Regions from separate parts of the Gossypium hirsutum genome. Here region 2 is linked to region 1. Evidence: chromatin contacts called from public Hi-C data. All regions are on one chromosome and are shown on one strand. The core of a region is the stretch at or near the end of the contact, and the rest is flanking DNA. Distances in the headings are between cores, read along the strand shown.

Evidence for each region. Hi-C and Micro-C count contacts between places; a contact is called where the count stands out from the background.
Region 2: a contact with region 1 is called in a Hi-C map of leaf, with 3 times the contacts expected there. The contact joins the promoter of LOC107909960 here to the promoter of LOC107909877 in region 1. A contact is called at or near these places in 2 of 34 Hi-C or Micro-C datasets (both in leaf).

What each region holds. Positions count from the first base shown.
Region 1 is chrD08:42,629,144-42,636,342 of Gossypium_hirsutum_v2.1, forward strand. LOC107909877 (RING-H2 finger protein ATL20) reads left to right here and starts at 3,918. Exons shown (of 2, transcript XM_016837580.2): 1 at 3,918-4,859; 2 at 6,552-7,101. The coding sequence starts at 4,169. The coding sequence ends at 7,021. It overlaps LOC107909873 (RING-H2 finger protein ATL22), which reads left to right and starts at 1,422. Exons shown (of 2, transcript XM_016837566.2): 1 at 1,422-2,263; 2 at 3,401-3,914. The coding sequence starts at 1,597. The coding sequence ends at 3,831.
Region 2 is chrD08:42,897,071-42,903,850 of Gossypium_hirsutum_v2.1, forward strand. It overlaps LOC107909960, which reads right to left and starts at 3,622. Exons shown (of 2, transcript XM_016837679.2): 1 at 2,634-3,622; 2 at 2,290-2,523. The coding sequence starts at 3,425. The coding sequence ends at 2,500.

The DNA of each region.
Region 1 (7,199 bases), core at 2,668-5,167:
TGCTTGCGATTAAAGAGGTTGTTTCAGTCTGCCTACTTGGAGGAGCAATTTTACCCTTATTATGGAGAGAGAAAGTGCTTGCGCGGTGGAGTGGATCTGTAATCCACCTTTAGCCCCTGGAAGATTGAGATTCATGATCAATGGCATTAAATCCACTGGGCTTAGTGATATTGAGTGGTTTGTTATATTTACTTCAAGAACAAATAATCGAGATGTTGATTTGTTAGCCAAAGCAGGGCAGCTTCTTTTATTCTGCTTCCTCTTTAGTTTTTTTCTTTCCTAATGTTTCGTGTTTCTGCTTGTTTGCATTTTGTTTTCTTGCCTTTGCTTTGTGATTATACAAACTATGTTTGTTTTAGTGTTGTTGTTTTGAATAAAATTACTACTTTACTTTTTTTAATAATAATAAATAAAAGAGTATGAATTGGAATCTTGAAAATCCTTTTGATAAAAAAAAAACTGAATTCAAATTTCATTTATTATACAAAATTGTAAGAAATTTATGTAAATATGATATATATTTGAAGTTGTAAACAAGAATTTTGAAATAACAAATGTCAATTTCTATTTATCACTAAATAAACATAAATTTTAATAATAACTATAAGTATTACATTTATATATGTATCATCACATAATTTATATTATTCAAAAATATAAACAAACAAGAATATATATACTGAAATTTAACATATCCATGTATCACAAGATTCTCTAAATAATCCAAGATGTCAACCTCCTCCTTTGCTTCTTTCTATTTAACGTCACATATGCCTCAATAATATATATACTGAAAATTAACATATATATACATTTTTAATGTATCAGACCACACTAAATTATCATCATTTTTTTTAAAAATATATATGTAGTCGCCTTCCGAGTAAGCATAAAATGACATCTTTGAACTCATTTTCTTTGGATTATCTGGTTAACAATAAAATTCTTCAACTTTTCTTTTTCTTGTATTTTTAAAGTTAAATCTTGCTATTATGAACGTTATTGATTTAATCTTTGTGCTTTAATTTGATCACTTTTAACCCTTATATCTTTTTAAATTTTGAAACCCGAATAGTAGCATATAATTTTTTTTGGTTAAATTTAGTTACTAGTATTGTACCATGTGTACAGATGTAGATTTAGTTCATATTTTCTTATTGGATCATTATAAGTCTCCATATTTTTTGAAATTTGAAATTTTAGTTTTGACGTAAATAACAATCATTAATCCATTAACTTGATCATTTTTAGTCAGTAATTTGTGGAAATAACAAACTAACATGTCATAATACAAATGATAATATGTTTGTCGTATCAAATTTTAGAAACAATAGAATTTAATGAATTTAACAATTATCGCTTGATGAGGATTGGAATTCTAAAAATTAAAAAGTACAGGGACTAAAAGTAACCAAATCAAATAACGTGGATAAAAAATATACAACTTTAGTAAAGTACAGAGACTAGTGGCACAATTTAACCATTTTTTAATAGTTGAGTTTCTCGCAAATTACCTAACCCAGGGTGCTAACTAACTCGAGAAAGCTTAAAAGGAAAATTGAAGGTTTTTTTACTTAGTTTTCCGGTGAGCACCAAATGACTCTATTTCAAACCATCTTATTCATCGTCTTTTTATTCTCTCTTCAGCCATCAGCAAGCGTTGAAATTTGCCGTGTTTCATGTGGGAATCAATTGGTTCGTTTCCCTTTCCGTCTCAGCAGCCAACCCGATCGTTGTGGCTATCCCCGGTTCAATCTCTCATGCAAGGACCAAGCCCAAACTGTCCTTTCGCTTCCATTTTCCGGTGAATTCAATGTCGTACACATTGACTATTTGTTCCAAAATATATGGCTCAACGACCCTGATCATTGCACCCCCAAATGTCTCCTTCATGGACTTAACCTATCCAGTACTCCTTTTGATTCGCTATATCCTCGAAGCTTCACGTTTTTCAATTGTTCCGCCGCTGCATCAACACAGCTTCATCAAGCAAAGCATATCTCTTGTCTCAGCGGTACAAACTTTTCTGTCGTGGCTCTACCGGCGGACCGACTCGATTCGTCGGCATCATTGTCAACGTCGTGTTTAGAGATAGCGACGGTTTTGGTTCCGTTTTCCTGGACGGGTTGGTCGAATCTTGGGAATGGTATTATGTTGACATGGAATGAACCGAATTGCCTGAGGTGCGAAACTGGAGCAGGGAACTGCATGTTCAAGAGTGAGACGGGCCTGGATGTTGGATGCTCCGGTGGTTTTACCAATGGTATGTTTCTATTTTGCAGTGAAAAATTATGGAAATTTTGGTTAAAAATATTGCATATATAGTTGCAGTGAAAAAAAAGTACATATCTTCAGCTACCATAAATATTCAAGCCTTGCTAATTTGTAAGGAGAATTTTAAAGTATTTTTTATTATATGCTAAAATAAAAACTAGATTTTTCAATTCTAGATATGGATTTTGTGAAATGCTTTTGATTTTTACTAAGAAATTAGTATTTATTATGTCATTTTATACCAATTTTTTTCATTTCTATTTATTTTTTATTTAGTTCTCAAACTTGGTAATTTTTTTCAACTTAATCTCTAAACTTATTTTTGTCCACATTAATCCCAGAATTTAGAAATAAATTTTTAATTTAGTCCTTGAACTTAGATTCCATTAAGGTGTGATGATGTGATCACCTAAAACTTTTTTTAAAAAATATATAAAATCTAAACATACAAAAAATTTTGAATTATAAATTTTTACAATTTTTCAGGTAATGATGTAGCAGTATGAAAATGTATCATGTCATCACACTTTAAGAGAAGATCAAATTAGGAAAAGTCGTCAAGTTCTAGGACTAAAGTAAATAAAAAAAAGTTTAAGGACCAAGGTGAGAAAAACTATCAAATTCAGGGACTAAATGTTACTTTATCCCTTATTGTTTTTTACAAATCTAATAATAATTAATGCAATTTTTTTTCTTATTTTTTCTATTATTATTATTTAATTATTTGATCAAATTTCATTGTTGAAAATTCTTTCTAATTTCTAAAGTACATTTATCCAAAAATTCAATTAAATTGATAAAATTATAGAAAAAATCATTCAAGTACACCCTAAAAGTAATTAATACATAATACCCACATTCAATGGTGATATAAAAATATATATACTTGCTTTAGGCTTACTAGTTAATGGAACATGTGAGGAAAGATAAAAATGGGACATACAGAGCAAATTTCAAAATTGCTATTCACTTCTCAATCTGTTGGTGAGGCATCGCTTTCATGCTTCCACAACCACGTCAGGCGGCGGTTGAATTTCATACTTGCGTCTTTCATTTTTTTTATTTTTTTTTGTTTTCAAAGATCAAATAAAATAAGGAAGATAAATGTTTCATTATTTATTTTTAGGTCTTTCAAGACATGCTAAATACGGTATATTGTTTGGTGCTGGAATACCGGTGTTGTTCATCGTCGGCTTAGTAATTTACCTCCGCAACAAGGTTGAAGAAGACTACAACAATCGGCATCCAAATCAGCCAGAACTGTTGTCGACCACCCCAAGATTAGATGCTTCCGTCAAAGGTCTCGATGGACAAACCATCGAGGAGTATCCAGTAACATTGCTGAGTGAAAGCCGGCGATTACCGAGGCCTAATGATAATACTTGCCCAATATGCCTTAGTGAATACCAAGCTAAAGAGATGATAAGGACTATTCCAGATTGCGAGCATTATTTTCATGCCGTTTGCATCGATGAGTGGCTGAAATTGAATGCTGCATTCCCCTTGTGCCGTAATACCCCGCAAACATTAGCTCCTATTGTTTCATCTTCATCATAACAGATGATTAATTTACTTATTTTTCTTTGTGTATAATTTCTGTATGGGATCAATGTAAAAGAAATAAAGTGAAAATTACCAAACCCATCATTGTGATTATTTATTTATTTATTCATTATCAATACCTACCAAAACAATTGAGGGTGACAAGGAAAACACAAAAAAAATAAGGAATAAATTTCGTCGGTGAAAACAAAACTACAACATAGTAGACAGCTAACTATTGTTTTTCAGTTTCTTCTGACATGCCAACTCGAGGTCTACAAGTTTAATCTGCCAAAAAAGCAAGAACAAACTGTACGTTGTTTATAATCCTCTAAACTAACTACTTACATGAATGGACTTCTTTAACGTTATTAAAAGAATGGATTCAATTTCCATTCAACCTTTCTTGTTCATCATCATTTTCTTTTCTTTTCAACCATCAATAAGCCTAGAAATTTGTTCTACCCTATGCGGATCTCAAACTATTCGCTTCCCTTTCAGGCTTATAGACCAGCCCCAATACTGCGGCTATCAAGACTTTGAACTCTCTTGCCAAGTCCAGGAGACGACACAAGACGTAACCATCCTCACTTTCCCATATGCCGGTAACTTCAGCGTCTTCCATATCGATTACGCCCAACAAGTAGTGCAACTCAGCTACTCGGAAGGGTGCCTCCCGGGGATTCTTCTTCAGGGTCTTAATCTCTCAGGCTCTCCTTTTATGTCAGTAAACACTCAAAGCTACACTTTTTACAACTGTTCAACTATGGTGCAATATCCTGGAGTAACAAAAATTCCATGTCTTAGCGGGTTCAACTTTTATGTCGTCGCTATACTGACGGATGGTTATACCCCATCGACGTCGGTGTGTTTGGAGATAGCAAAGGTTATGGTCCCAATGTCAACAGATTGGTGGGAGGACGGTATGACTTTGGGGTGGAACCAACCTGATTGCCGGTGGTGTGAAAGCCATCAAGGAACTTGCCTATTCGAGAATGTTGGTGCAGGCTTGCAGGTCAGATGCGGCAGTGCTATTAAACACGGTATGCTTCATTAACTTCTTCTACGCTGTCCTTTTCTTTAATCGTTTAAATGTGTGTTTTTTTTTAATGCAAAAAGGTTAAAACTGAGAAAAAAACATGCATAAACTTTGAAGTGTAATAACCAATAATGGTAATCGAGTTAAAAGAGCAGTTTTTCATCTTTGCATTCCATTGGTAAAGTGGAAGCCGGAAGCATGTTAAGAAGGGTGATATGGGGAGTATATAGAACAATTTGGTATTAGAATTAGGATTTACCGATGGAATGCAAACTACATTGGATCTTTCAAATGTGCAGATATCGCTTTTCTTCTTCACGGATATTCCTTCAATATCTTTTCTTTAAGGTAATATTCCTTCGATATCCTGACTACATTCCTCTAGAAGTAAGTGGAGTGTCAAAATTTTATCCATATTTATATTTAATTTTATTCACGATTTAACCATTAAACTATACCCACTTTAGTAGTTAATTTTTTTTCTTTTGTATTTTGATACTTAAAGCTTAACTCCATTATACAAGGTTAAAAAAGCTGCCAATAACAACACGCCAAGTCATCAATAACATGATGTAATATGTTAACCAAAGTTGACCGGTATTCGCCGAGAATTAATTGCTTTGATTGACCATTGTTTGGACAAAAAAATCATTAAAATTGTAAAAAGTATAATTTTTTTAAAAACTGTAAAAGTTGTTTTAAAATATTTAAAAGTTGTAAAAATTATTAAAAACATTAAATTTTGTAAATATATATAAAAAAATTATAATTTTTTAAAATGAAAAAAATTTAAATTATTAAAAATTATAAAAAAATATTAAAAAGTATTTTCAAATTTTAAAAAAAATTAAAAAAATTGTAAAATTTGGCCTGCCTTAGCATAAAAGAAAAATCAATTTGAGATTTATGGCAAATTCCATTTCGAATATCAAGGATGAATGTGAACCAAGTTAGCTAAAACTGATTATGGGAATCGTATACATTTTTTAATATTTTTAAAATAATTTTCACAAATTTTTTTACTTTTTAAATATTTTTTGCAATTTTTATAAAATTTTAATGATTTTATTAATTATCAATTTTTTAATATTTTAAATTATTTTTACAGATTTTTATAGTTTTTAATAAATTTTAATAATTTTGTACAACTTTTAATGATTTGTCCTATCAACGACCAATCAACACAATCAACATAGCACGTCATCAGTCAACATGCCACATCATCAGTCAATGTGCCATTTCATCGATGACATGGTGTGTTCTCATTTGCCACTTTTTTAACATCGTTAACTTTTAGGTACAAAAACAGGTAATGGAGCAAAGTTCAGTATCAAAATGGGACAAAAAAAATTTTAGATACCAACTTGGAAAAATGAGTATAGTTTCAAATAATGAATAAAGCCTTTATATATATATATATGATTTATTCTAAACTTTGCCCCCTACCTTACGAAAATTGAAAAGTTAATCTTTTTACTTTAGTTTGTCAAAATTTAGTCTTCGTACAAAAATTGAAAAAAATAGTTTAACAATGTATCATTAATGGTTGACCTGGAAGTCAATAATCTAACAAACTAAAATAAAAAGACTAACTTTTTTTAATTTTAATAAGGTAGAGGGATAAAATTCATAATTAATATATATATATTAGAGCCTCAACTTTGAATTTAATTTGCATTCATCTTTTCTTGTGTAGGGCTTCCATCAAGTGTTAGAGATGCCTTGGTTTTCGGCTTGGGAATATCCCTTGTGTGCCTCATCGCGATTATAAGTTGCGTAAAACTCAACTTTACCGAGGGACAGAACCACCCCAACCCCGAAATCCTCATGACCCACCCTCGATCAACTCCAGGTTCAACAAAAGGCCTTGATAGACAAACAATTGACACATACCCTACAACTTTGCTTGGTCCAAGCCGATGCCTACCCAATCCGAGAGACAACATCTGCTCCATATGCCTATGCGAATACCAAGCCAATGAGACGTTAAGAACTATCCCTAATTGCAGCCATTATTTTCATGTCGATTGTATAGACCAGTGGCTTAAACTAAATGCAACATGTCCCGTATGTCGCGATAAGTTTGAGGAGCCTCCTCCTGTCGCTCCTACATTATCATCACTCATGCCAGTGGTTGCCTTTTTTACTTTAATATATGTGCTTTAAATGTTGTCAATTAATATTCCTTTGGGTTAAATGGAGACTTAATTATTGCTCTATATCTTCACTTATCATTTATAAAAATAGATTTTGTTGGATGCATAAGGGCATGTTTACCTTTGCCTTTGATTTTTATTTGATATATGCACTATTAATGAATTCAAAATGAAGTTACGAACTTAAT
Region 2 (6,780 bases), core at 2,372-4,871, 270 kb after region 1:
TTCTTCACTAACATATCAAGAACATAGAACCTTATATAATAAAATCCTACATTAACATCAATTTCATACTTTTTCAATAATATCAAACTTAAAAAATATATTGAAATCTTGATGTTCTTACCTTGCTCTATTGATTTCAATCTTTAGCTTGATTTTCTCTCTCCTCCAGCCTCTATTTCTTGAATCTAAGTGGATATTCTAGCTCCCCATATTCTCCTTATCAATTTTCTCTCTTGGTGATTATGGAAATTTCTTTGAATTCTAAGTGAAAATGGTGAATTTTTGGTAAAAAGGACCAAATTGTAAGGAAAAGAAATCTTTCTTTCTTTCTTCTTCTTCTCACGTTGGTGCATGGGAAAGATGATGAATTCTCTTCATCTTTCCCCCCTTTTATATTAATCATTTAATAATAAAATAATACTAAAAATCTTAATAAAATATTAATTAAATAACATTTATCTATTTAATTAATTAAAAATATCACAAACATCATCATTACCTTTTAGAATTCTCTCTCTCTAATTGACCATTTTGCCCTTTATAATCTTTTAAAATCCATCATTGAGTCATCATTTAATTTGGTAAAATTGCAATTTAGTCCCTCAAAATTCTTCACCTTTTTCAATTTGGTCCTAATCCATCCATTTTACTTAAAATATTTACACCATTGGTCCTTTAACTTTTTCATATTTACACTTTAACCCCTCAAATTTTGAGTATTTACTCTTGGGTAACAAAACTTTTCTCACTTTTGCGATTTAATCCTTTCTTGAACTAATATGTCATAATATACTTCCCAATGTTGACATAGCTCCAAAATTTCCCCTTTTTTTCACTTTATTTCCTTATTTATTATATCAAATATAATATCTTACTGTAAAAAATTTTTGGGTATTACAAATACCTCTCCTCACCTCTTCATTTTTCATCAACTCATTCATCCACACATCTCTTTATTCATTTCCCTCTTTCACTCTCTTTGCCTTTTCCAATTTTCTTTCTTCCCTTGTCGATCTCCCCTCTTGAGAAAGAGCTAGCACGCCCCTTGGAACATCAACAATCAAGTATTCGTCAAGGCCTTATATCGGTAGAACAAGCAAAGAAGAGGAGAAGCGCACTAGTCTGCCTTCGGAAAATCATGGGATTTATTTTCTAGTTCCCTTCTCTTAATCTTTTTTTAAGTTTATATTGTGATCATGAATATGAATACTTGTTGTGTTGATGTTCTTAAATTAATTAAAATGACTTAAATTTCATTCGTGTTAAATTAATTGCATTCTATCCACTTAATTTGTTAAAATCATGTTTGTGTTGTTATAGGCCTTGGTATTTTGTTGAATTAAATAAAATCATGGCTATGTTATGCTTGCATTTTAATTGTAAGGTAACAAAATAATTAATTATTAATTGGATAAAAATTCTAATTAATAGATACAATATTTAATTTGTGCATGCTTAATCTTTTAAGGTAGTTGATGGTTAAATTAGAAATAGTATTAAACAATACTTTAGTCTTGCATAAGTTGTAAGATTATCGTGATTAAATTGTTTCAAAATAGGAATATGTTGTTACCTCACTTTATCTTATACTTGCTTATGAAAATTGATTAATTGCTTGAATTGACATAGAAATATGTTTAAGAGATTAATTGATTTAGTAAGTATGTACGTGCATTAGTTAACAAAAGACAAAGTTGCCATAAAATTATTTAGAAATCGTGCATTAGAATTTTACTTTTTCTTTTAATTAAAAATTCTCTTTTAATTAAATACTTTGTTAATTTTTAGTTTTTAGAACACCTCTTACAAATCATTATATTTTTCCGCCACCAAATTGTTTAAACATGCATTTCATAATTATTTTCTTGCACAGTCCCTGTGGGTACGACAACTCTACATTCTTGTCACTTTATTACTTAATACGATTGTATACACTTGCACATTTTCAACGTTCCAACCATTTTGCCCCTTTATTAGCTCGCCTGTTTTTTGTTTAGAAAACTTTTCCAATCAGATTCCCAACCAAGTTTTCAACTTTAGTTTCAGTCTACTTTTCGGAATACTTTGAGAAGAGCAATGCTAGTTGTGTTTCACATATAAATATTGAAGTATTATGTTAACATTGAAGAATAACGTCTATTACACGATTACACCGATCAGGACAGATATGCTTTTGGGGTAGTGATTCTTATACGATATATTGATTATTTTATTTATTTACGCTCAATTAATTTATTCTGTTAGTATTAACTATTTCATTTTGCAGTAGCATATTTCAAAAAAAAAAAAAATCAAACTCTCATCTAGAGCGAGAGGTTTAATCATTAATTCATAACGACATATTACATTATACGCGAACATCAACAAGATATATGTATAAGGGCTAATCTTTATTCTCTAGTTTCTTACATGGCAATTTTATTTTATTGTAGTTTATATTGTCTGGCTTTCATCATGCCAACATCTCCACCATGTACATGCATGCATATCTAGAATTCCTCATATTGCTCTGCTTACCCAGACCTGTAAATAGAAATCATTAGCTTTACAACGAAAAAAAGAAGAAGAAAGAGAGATGAGGTGAATATTTTGATTGGGTTCCATGTATTGGAGAAAATAATAAAAAGCATTACCTTCTTCTTAAACCCATAATCATCGTCGTCGTTGTCACTCTCAGAGTCACTGCAGCTGTTATCACCCGAATTATTCCTTATCAGACCCTTAGCCGAGTGGTCGTAGCCAGCATGGTATCCACCTGTTCCGCCGTTGTACTGGTACTGCTCTTCCTTGGAATGGCTGTTATACTCGGCTTCAGTATATCCAAAGCCCATGTTTTTGGTAGGGCCGTAAGCTTGGTTCTTGACGAACCCGTTTCCATGTCCGGTGTGTTTGCCGCGAATGTGCGGCTGGGTACGCGCCATCCCATTCATCGCGTACTCCCCATACCCATTGCTCTCTTCATAACCGTAAGCCTCAGTTTTTTCGTAGTTTCCATGATTATCGAAACCATGGCCCATTCCGCCATTACTTTTCTGGTGTCTAGCGGCTGCGGTGGGGCCCCCATATCCATAAACACGACCTTCGCGTTTTCCGGGGCTACTAAAGCCATAGGATTGCATGTGGGCAGTTGCAGTATTGGAGTGGGAGCCGAAGCCATTCCGAGAAGGACCATGAACTTGAGTTTTGAACATTGGAGGTCCAGTTTGGGACTTGTAGGTGGCGTAAGATTGAGCATTCTCCTCATCCCAGGTTTCAGCCATCCCATAAGCTTTCTGGGGTTTGATCATCCTATGGGTGGGCTTGCGGATTTGGTTATAACATTCACTTTCGGTGTAAGCCACTGCATACCCATTCTGGCTTCCTTTGTATTTGTTGCTTCCCCAATCAGCGTAGTGTCCCATTGAGCTGTCACCGGTCAACCCCATTCTCACACTCTCTTCTAATCTGTTATTGCTTGATGATTAACTTCATTGGAGAAAATTATATATATAAGCGCATGGTAGATTGGATTCCTTCTGGTATGCACAATAACCAGAAAGTATGAAAAAAGTGAGATGGTGCCTTTCGGCAATCAAACACAGAACAAATTCCACATATATATGATAATTTTATATTTTCTTGATCATTGGCATCTTTCAAGTCCATCATATGTTCATCATGTGCAGCGGACGTATGATTGCATGTTGTTCTCTCAAAAGAATCTCTTTGCCAAGTTCAATCTCCAAGTTTCTGAATATATTCCTTTTATAACTTTAAATTTTGGTCCATTCTTTTGATGATTGAGTGGAGAAAATAATCATTAAATGCAAAAAGTATATTTCTTTTTCCACTACTTTCTTCCTTTTTTCTGGTATCCAATTTGGGATTGCAATATGATGAGTCGTGACATGTCATAAGTTTGTAAAAGTGGAATTGGTACTAATATGAAATGCTGATACTTTTTTGTTCTAGTTACCAAGATTTTGCATGAATATTAAGTTTAGTTTGGATGTACATAGGTTTAATTTCGATGAGATAATAAATAAATGGAGATGGTGAGATTAATTATTATAACGATGAGATTGGATATTGTAAGTAACAATGAGAATAGAAACTGTCGAAACCATCTTTTGAAAAATAAAAAATTTTAGTTTTTAGGTTGTCAACTTTTAAAAAAAAATTGGGAGTCGCCACCAATCTTTTATTAAGGTGTGATTGGGTCACCTAAAAATGACTTTGGTCTACAAATTTTAGAAAAACGGGTCCGGGAGTCGGTTACGTATGAGGAAGGATTAGCACCCTCATTACGCCCAAAAATTGGTACCTAGTTAATTGATTAATGTCTTAATGTCGAAAATTTAAGAAAAAATGTAATCTTTAAGAAACTTAAACGTTGTGTATTAAGACCTTTCTCTATTTAGAGAAGCAAAAATGCCACACCCAATACGTTAGGGCACAACATTCTAATTTCCTCCAAAATGAATTGGGCCAAAATACAAAGTGCGATAAAACTTCAAAAGAACATCCACTTATCCGAGATTTAAGAAATCACACCCAATACGTTAGGGCACGATTCCTTTAAAATCCCAAACTCGGAATATTTCCTTTATTATTTAAAAAAATCTTCATTTCGAGAAACCAATGCGTCACATCCAATACGTTAGGACACAACGTGTTGAATTCCCAATAATGAGTTCTTATTTATTTTTGATTAAAGAGGAATGCTCGATTGTTAGATTTAACGAAGAAAATCGAACCCAATACGTTAGAGCTCAATTTCCTTGAAAACCCTAATACAAGCATTCTCTCTATTTTGAAAAGTTTGAAATCAAGTTAAAAATGATGTAATGCTACATTAAATATACAATACAATAATAAATAGAAATAATACATACAAATAAAAACAAACAATGTCATGTAAAGCATCACATAAACGAGCAACATAATATAAATGATAATATAAATGAAAGCACAAATTAATAAACAAATAATAATAATAAAAAACAGCACCTAATATATTAATTGAAATTTAAAGACATTCACTTAACTTACATATGAAATTTTGGGTTAAAATTCTTATAAACAAAATATAACATATTTGCAAACATAAGAAAAAAAAGTATGTAAAAAAACATCTATTCGCATATTTTTAAAAAAAATATTTATATATATATAAATATAAAAACAATGGTCAAAAATACTAATATATATATACATATATATATATATATACGAGAAGAGGCATGCATGTATAAATTATAAAAATAATCACATAAAAAAATAATTACATTATGTTAAAACAAAATATGCATATGTATTATATATATCAAAACAAATTAATATATATAAAATATATAAAAACTAAAATTAAAAAATAAAGAAAATAAAAAAAGGGTTAATTTGAATTGTAAATAAAAATTTTTAGGCAAATCTGTAAATAGATGGAGACTGAGGGACCAAATTGAACGCGCATATTACGTAGAGGGACCAGAAAGGAAAATTTCCCTATTTCCCTAAACGGCGTCGTTCCATCAGGATTGAATTGGAATTTAAAATAAATAAAAGGCCTAATTTTTAAGAAATATAAACTTAATTGCAAAAATGTTAAAAGGCGGAGGGGCTAAAAGCGAAATTTTCCCCTCCGCATAAAAACACGCGGATCCTGGGTCCAGGTCAGGTCGACACGTGGATCCTCCCCTCAAAACGGCGCCGTTTTCAATTAGCTATTTAAGCCAAAATAAAACCAAAAAATTTATTTCAAAAACATTTAAAAAAAACAAAAACACCTTTTAAAAATTCTCTCAACCTGTCTGTCCTCCGGCCACGGGCTGATCATTGGACAGTCAACGGCCACTACGCCGGCCGCCGATCTCCGGCGCCGGCACCACCGTCTGCGGTGGCCGGGAAAAGGAAAAAAAATCCTCTTTAGCCTTCTCAACCTCCTTTACCCAAATATGGGCCTAAATCTCGTGAAATATTAACGAAAGAACCCCTAAAAGCACTAAAACCTTTCGGCTTCCGGTCGTCTTTCATCGGAGACGACAACCTCCATCATTCACGGCGTTCTGGGCTTCGAAACACAGGTTGTGTCTTCCCTTTTCCCTATTTACTTTATTCGTATGTATATAATGGTAAAAAAACAATAGAAAATAAATAAATAAAAATTACAAATAACAACCTTTTGATTCGATTTTGTTCTCTATATTACGAAAGTAATAGCTTTTTTATTTCTGGTTTCGAAAATCCGGCCCCCTGTTACAGTGTATTCAGGGCTATTTTATAGCCATAATAATAAAAATGAAAATGAGGAAATAAATCTGTCATATTGATTTGATTTGATCTTGATTCCTTGATTTTTCTTTCCTTCTTTGTGTTTGCAGGCAATTGCATGGAGATTCGGCCTTTGGCGATGGTTGCGGCGCTATTGAAACCCTAGGGTTTCTGTCTGTAATTTGGGTCACCGTAGATTGGGCCCTTATTTGATTTATTAATTGGGCCATACGGGTCTGCTTGTAAATGGACTGTTTCTTTTGGGGCCCTTTTCTTACCCGGGCAAAATCCGTTATTACAAAAACAATCATGAAGTATGTGTTTAGATTCAAACACAGTTGTATAGTGAGATGAGAATAAAAAATAACTATTAAGTACATTAGATTAAAATTTTTTTATAAATTATTTATATATTAAAGATAATTAAAATTTTTAATATATAATACATATCTTTATTAAATAATTATATTATTTTTTAAGAAATTATATTATTAAATATTTTCTATCAATAAATAATTTTAATACTTTTAT